Linked DNA regions of Mus musculus: region 2 is linked to region 1. Evidence: chromatin contacts called from public ChIA-PET data. All regions are on one chromosome and are shown on one strand. The core of a region is the stretch at or near the end of the contact, and the rest is flanking DNA. Distances in the headings are between cores, read along the strand shown. Region 1 has its middle 69 kb from the start of Gm31955. Region 2 has its middle 23 kb from the start of Nemp2.

Region 1 (3,377 bases), core at 468-2,967:
TGGAGGGATGTTCCTTACTGGCTTGCCTCCCCTGGCTTGCTCAGCCTGCTCTCTTATAGAACCCAAGGCTACCAGCCCAGGGATGGTCCCACCCACAAGGGGCCCTTCCCCCTTGATCACTAATTGAGAAAATGCCTTACAGTTGGATCTCATGGAGGCCTTTCCTCAACTGAAGCTCCTTTCTCTGTGATAACTCCAGCTGTGTCAAGTTGACACAAAACTAGCCAGTACACATGGTAAGTCAGGTTCTTGGTTTTAATAACATTCAGCCTTGTTTATGGTCAGAGATGAACTAAGAATAGTTAGAATTTATTTTTCCAGTGAGCTAAAAACACAAATCTAGTTATCACAATGGACTCCTTGCTCACATGACACACAGACATATCACTATTCAACTAGAACTTTCACTTCTCATTTGTTCCCCAAAAGACACGACAATATTAATATCAGAATGTAAAACATAAATAGGGACTCTAACTCTGCCACACAATTGATTACTTGTCAATGTGATGCACAGGTACATTGCTGGAACCTTGACTTTTATGAATATATGAATTACCTAGTTTGGCTGCCCACATGAGATGCAGCCTTGCTCCCTCTGGACCACAGCTTCTATGTGCTGACCCTGTGGAAATTCTCTCAGAATGCTTCACCTCAATGATATTAGTCTCTTTTTAAACTCTGCTAATTTGTCAGCTCCAGTTACCCAGCATCAATTGTCCCAGCGAAGTAAAGGTTTCACTTTATGGATTCTGGTCTCTTCTTAATCATAGTTGATTCTTTCATATCTGCTGACCAGAATCACAGAGTCTTAACAGAAACTGGCATGTGAGTGGCCCTGATAAGAGTCCGTGGGAACTTAGAAGATAATGCTTCTAAGGACCCACAACCATTCATTAAGATCTGAACACTCAATGGCTTTCCTAGCTCAAGTTTCAAAAAGTCCTTCCCCAATACTCCCTAAACAACATGGTCAGGTCTTTCACAGAAATATCCCATGAACCTGGTACCAATTTCTCTTTTAGTTTGTTTTTATTCATACAATAAAACAACACCATGACCAAGAGTGACTTGCGGAGGAGAAGATTATTTCAGTGTAAGAATTTATGGTCCATCCTGGAGAGAAGTTGGGACAGAAACCAGGCAGCAGGAACTGAAGCAGGGATGTTGGAGGGATCCCATTTCCTTGCTTCCTCCCCCAGGTTTACCCAGCGTGTCTTCTCATCTGTCCAGGGGTGACACCACACTTTGGGATATGAGATCCAACTGTAAGGCTCTCCCACTACAGAGGTTTAAAAGAAAATGGCCCTCACAGGCTCATAGGGAGTGGCACTATTAGGAGAGGTGGTCTTGTTGGAGTAGGTGTAGCTTTGCTGGAGAAAGTGTGTCATGGGGGGCATCGGGGGGAGAGACTTTGAGGTCTCAGCATCTCAAGCCAGGACCAGCATAGCAATGTCTCTTCCTGCTGCCATCTGATCCAGATGTAGAACCCTCAGCTCCTTCTCCACTACCATGTCTGCTGATGTGCTGTCCCGTCATGAGGATAACTGACTACACCTCTGAACTGTAAGATAGTCCCAATGAACTCTTTTCTTTTATAAGAGTTGTTGTTATGATGTCTGTTTGCAGCAAGAAAAACCCGAAGACACCCACATCAATCACTTATCAAGAAACTGCCCCAGAGGCTTGCTTACAGGAAATCTGAGGGTGGAACATTTTCTCAATTGAGGTACACTGTGCAGCAAGGCTGCTCTGGAATTCACTATTATGGTCTTCTTCCCACCCCAGCCTCAAAGGTGTAAGCCACCAGGCCTGACTTTTTTTCCCCCCACAAGTCCTTTTTGTCTCTGATAGTTATATTGGTTGTTTCTATATTTCTTTGTTTTTGTTCTTTTGTCATCTTTGTCTTGCTGTTGAGCCCATTTGTCCTGGTTAGCTTTAACTGTTAATTTGACACAGCCTAGAGCCTCAATCGAGCAATTGTTTAAATCACACTGGCCTATGGGCATGTCTTTGGGGAATTGCTTTAATTTTGCTTGATGTAGGAGGGTCCAGGCATAGGTGTGTTGGGCAGAACCTGCTACAGGTTGTCTTGAGCTGTATAAGAAAGCTACATTGCTGTAATCTACATAGTTCCTGTGGTACTTCTTGAACAGAAATAGTGCTGTGGGGAATACAAAGCTGAAACGCCTTTACCAGGAGACGGCTGCCTGAGTTCAGCCATCTCAGGAACAAATTCCTCCTTGCTGCTAGAGCAACGACTGAGTTCATGTCCCCAGGCCTTGGAATCAACTTAGAACCTACTTCTTCAGATGTTTCATGTTTGTCTGTTAAACATTAAAGGGTGTTAAGAGAGAAGATGCTGGTTTCCTGTTGTCTAAACTAAGGCACACAAGTTATAAATGTGCTGCCTGTCTCGACTTAGTTGACTGTGTTTAGCTTGCTCACTCCTTCGTTCCTTTATCATTCTGGATTCTGGGTCTCTTGGTTCCATTGACTACACGCTGCTTGTTGTTCCTTTATCACTCTAGATTCCAGGTCCAGCCAGGAGGGGTCTTGGCTGCAAAAGCTGACTCAAGGACCCTGAAACCAGGTCACCAATGTTAACCTCCTCGTTTAACCTCTTGTCAAAATATGATTGGTCAACACAACAGCTCCTTCCTCCTTCTCCCTTACTTTGTGTTCCCCGTCCTTTAAAAAGGTTGTACAATCTCTGAGGTTCAGATCCGGAACTGACCACCCTTCTGCACAACAGAAAATAAAGCCTTCATTTTAAGCTTCTGTCTCTGAAGTGAGTTTTCTCAGCTTCTACCCTGAACTCAACACCTTCAAGTTCCTGCTCAGCTTCTCTCAGGATGAGCTATGACCTGGAATTGTAAACCAGATAAACCCTTTCTTTTCCCAAACTGCTTTTGTTCAGATGTCTTATCATAACAACAGAAAGTGAAGAGAACACTGCTAATTTCTTAGCTCCAGCAAACTAGCATCAATTGTCCCAGCGAAGTAAAGGTTTCACTTTAGAAATTCTGGTCTCTTCTTAATCATAGTTGATTCTTCAATTTCTGCTGACCACAGAGTCTTAACAGAAAATAGCATGTGAGTGGCTCTGATAAGAGTCTTTCCTTCCCGATGAAAAACAGGAATGTTTAGTACCCTGAGTTTGTTCTCTATCCCTGAAAAGAAAGAAAAAACATGAACAAAATAAAATAAATACAATACTAAAGTAGAAAGAGGAAAATCATTAGGCAGAATGCTCGCCAACCGCTTCCTCACACAGATGTGCTTTAATTCCAAATGCTCCATTTAGTTCCTTTTTCAATATCTTTTTTGTTTTGTTTTATTTTTTGCTTAGGTTTTCTACTTTTTCATCATGTTTA
Region 2 (3,292 bases), core at 576-3,075, 230 kb after region 1:
CTTGGTAATGTCTAAGAATCACTCAGGTAGTACTGGTTTTGAAGGTATGAAGGAGTCATGAAGAGAAGCTGAGGCTTCGCACTGTGAGAGACCACAGAAGGCTATTAGTGAAGGTACAGCCTCAGTTGTAGCTGCAGTTGAGGACTAAAGGGATTATGCAAAGAAGTTGAGGCTTGGAACCATGAAGAGAGCCTATGAGAGGCTATGTGTAAAGCCTAGATGCAGTTGAAGACCCCAGTATACTGGAGATGCCAGTACCATGGGATGATCACTAAGAATAGCAGCCGTAGTGGAGTGGAGTCAACCAGAGCCTAGATTTCTATAGAGGGCAGAGCTGGAGAAGTGACCCAAGCTCTTTGGAGGAACAAGAAGTTGTGAAGTTGAAGTTGACTTGGAGACCCTAAGATGATAAAGATGCCAGAGATGTGGACTACCTGCCAAAGAAAGCTGCTAACAGGGAGTGGAACCACCCCAAGAGAAAGAAGTTTGTTGCAATCAACAAAGATGAAAAAAAGAGTAGAAATCTGAAGACCACTTTGACATAAGACATGGAGATGCAGAGTTTGGCGTTTGCCCCGCTGGCTTCCTGTCTTGCTTTGGGAATTATAGTTAAGTGATTGGATGAATCTCAAAAGAGAACTTTGAACTTTGGAATTTTAACATTGTTGAGACTGCTATGGGAACTTTGGAAGTTGGATTAAGTGTATTTTGCATTATGTTATGTTTAGGTATGGCCCCCAATAGACTCATATGTTTGAACAAACCTATGGGGACCATGGAGTGGAATGTGGTAGTTTGAGTATGCCTAACCCTGGGAGTGGCACTATTTGAAGGTGTGGCCTTGGAGGAAGTGTATCATTGTGAGTGTGGACTTTAAAACCCTCATCCTAGTTGCCTCCAAGCCGTTCTTCTCCTAGCAGCCTTCAGATAAAGAGGTTAAACTCTCAGCATCTCCTGCACCATGCCTGTGTGGACACCACCATGTTCCCACCTTGATGATAACAGACTGAACTTCTGAACCTGTAAGCCAGCCTTAATCAAATGTTGTCTAAGAGTTGCCTTGGTTATGGTGTCTGATCACAGCAGTAAAACCTTAACTAAGACAGTCAGTGTTGTGCCCCTAGAGTAGCTCAGGCTCCACAAAACTTCCTGATGAAGTGACCAAACAAACAAACAAACAAACAAACCAAACAACAACAAACCCACCATAGGACACAGAGTCAAAACCTCATGTTCAAGTGTGACCATTGCATAAAAGTTTAAGGTGCTAGGAAAACTCTTAGCAAGCCAGAGAGCTCAAACTTTCTGTTGCATGAGTCCTTCTACAGGGCTCTAGGAAATGTATGACTGAGGGGACTAGAGAGGTAGTTTTCTGCTTCTCCAATGCCTCACCAAGATGTCACCAGGGCTGTGTCAGAAAAGGTGGGGGTCAAGGAGAGGGAGAAGGAGAGGGTGCAATAACTTTTTCTCCTGAATAATCTTAAGATCCTTAGGGTCTCCAGGCTCAATTTCTTTTTCTAAAGAATGGTACACCTCCACACACTAAGAGGATTATTTTAAGAAGTAAATAAGCTACTGTGTGTGCAAACAATGTAAGCAAGCCCCGTTTTACACTGCAAGATTATTATTTTAAGATTCATCTTATAAACTGTTTCACACCAATATCTAAGCAAAACACTGGCTGAACACTTACTTAACTTTTATTGTTTTGTTTTGTTCTTTGAACTGATTCTAGGAAACAGAATTTTCTCTCTTTAATCTACCAGAACTCTACTGGAGGAACACCACCAGTTAAGCCTAGTTTGTTTGCTTCCTTTCTGCTGGCATTGTGGTTTCAGTCTAGAGTCTCACACTTTCTAAGTGCTCTGTCACTACAACTTCAGCCCTCTCTTTCCTTTTTATCTTGATATCTGCTTTTGCTCATTTTCTCAGGCTGGGCTTGAACTCATTTGTATCTCGGGCAGACCCTGAACTAGGCTCCTTTCACTTTATTTCCTAGTTGCTGTGATCACAGGCCTCCAGCTTGTCAGGACTGATTTTGTTACATGTGTTTGGAGGATTTCATAACATTGAGAATATATTCTGCAACTCCTGTTGGAGAGGCATAAGCCCATCAGAGTTTAGGAAGTTAATAGCAAATCACCATTTCTATTTATACAAATAGAGTCTACTTGGGAAAGATGACTTCAAATCTATTTAGATGGTCCTAGAGCAATGAGAAACAAGACATTTTAAAATTCCAAATCTTAAAATTTAAACACACCAGAGTAATGAATTACTAATAAAAAGTAGAGCTGCATCCTGTACAGCAGTTCTCCAAAGGTGGAAGGTGCAGGATATTCTAAAGGAAGGCTGAAGTGGAATACACTTCTGGCTGTGTCATATGATCCAGATTCATGTGATGTTTTACTGAAGCACACCTGGGAGAGGACCCGTGATGTTTGGAGAAAGTATAAGTGGACTCAACATCGAGTGACAGGTGCTTGCATAGCTAGCCATGCAACACTTCTTTAGTCTGGCCTCTTTGCTGGTCTTCACTTTGTTGAAAGAGTCACGGCAGAGAACATCTCCTGGTACTCCTACTGGTTCTGTTAGCTCCCACTGATTCATATGAATTTGGCACAGGTCTGGCTATTTCTGCTGGATCGTGCTGCCACTGCTGATTCATGTTTGGTGACACTGTTTTAACTGGACTGTTCCTGACAACGGAGATTGACCTTGCACCAAAAAACTACATCTAAAGAGATCCACATCCCCCTGTCCTATTTACCATCTTTCCACCCCTACCATTGAATGGTGAACTAGAAGGAGGGTTAAAGCATTTGGGAACCCTTATTAAAGTAGGTTTTGAAAAATATGAGCCTACAAGAGATTCGCTAAGACTCAATGAGCAAACAACTGAATAGTGTCAGGAAGTCCCTAAAAGTGACCAGATACACAAGGCCACTCCCTTATCAAGGATATAGTAAGCACATCTGAGAGGACTGAGGTCAGGGGACTGCCTGGAGGAATCTCAAATCAGCTGAGCTACGAGGAAGAGACATTTTGACCATTTGAGCTGCTTGTAAATTGTACAGTGAGCACCAGGGTTTCAGCTTTTGTGAGCTCTCACCCATGCTGGACTTGCCAATACCCCTAGCAAACTCACTGGGCCTTTGGAACTGGCCTTCAGTAGGATTGTTACTTTAGTTTGTTGTTGGTTCTATATCTGCAGTGAGTAGTTCATGTCTCCTCAGGAACCGGGTCACATAACAACATTTATGATGACTTGGTTACAAGGCATCCACACAAG

The links. ChIA-PET counts read pairs in DNA pulled down with a chosen protein or histone mark.
Region 2: an RNA polymerase II ChIA-PET map of memory CD8 T cells shows a contact between it and region 1, with 19 read pairs. The contact joins two enhancer-like sites. A contact is called at or near these places in 2 of 484 Hi-C or Micro-C datasets (liver and nephron progenitors) and 2 of 115 datasets of contacts at active chromatin or transcription factors (CD8 T cells and memory CD8 T cells).

What each region holds. Positions count from the first base shown.
Region 1 is chr1:52,373,189-52,376,565 of GRCm38.p6, forward strand. No RefSeq gene overlaps it. Among named protein-coding and RNA genes, the nearest start is that of Gm31955, 69 kb to the left of the region's middle. Within about 2 kb of position 1,718, at least 21 of the 459 cell types and tissues checked have an H3K27ac peak or open chromatin away from gene starts, as enhancers often do. A contact at or near this core is called in CD8 T cells and memory CD8 T cells, where this site is marked.
Region 2 is chr1:52,606,051-52,609,342 of GRCm38.p6, forward strand. It overlaps a transcript of Nemp2 not described here. Among named protein-coding and RNA genes, the nearest start is that of Nemp2, 23 kb to the right of the region's middle. Within about 2 kb of position 1,826, at least 14 of the 459 cell types and tissues checked have an H3K27ac peak or open chromatin away from gene starts, as enhancers often do. A contact at or near this core is called in CD8 T cells and memory CD8 T cells, where this site is marked.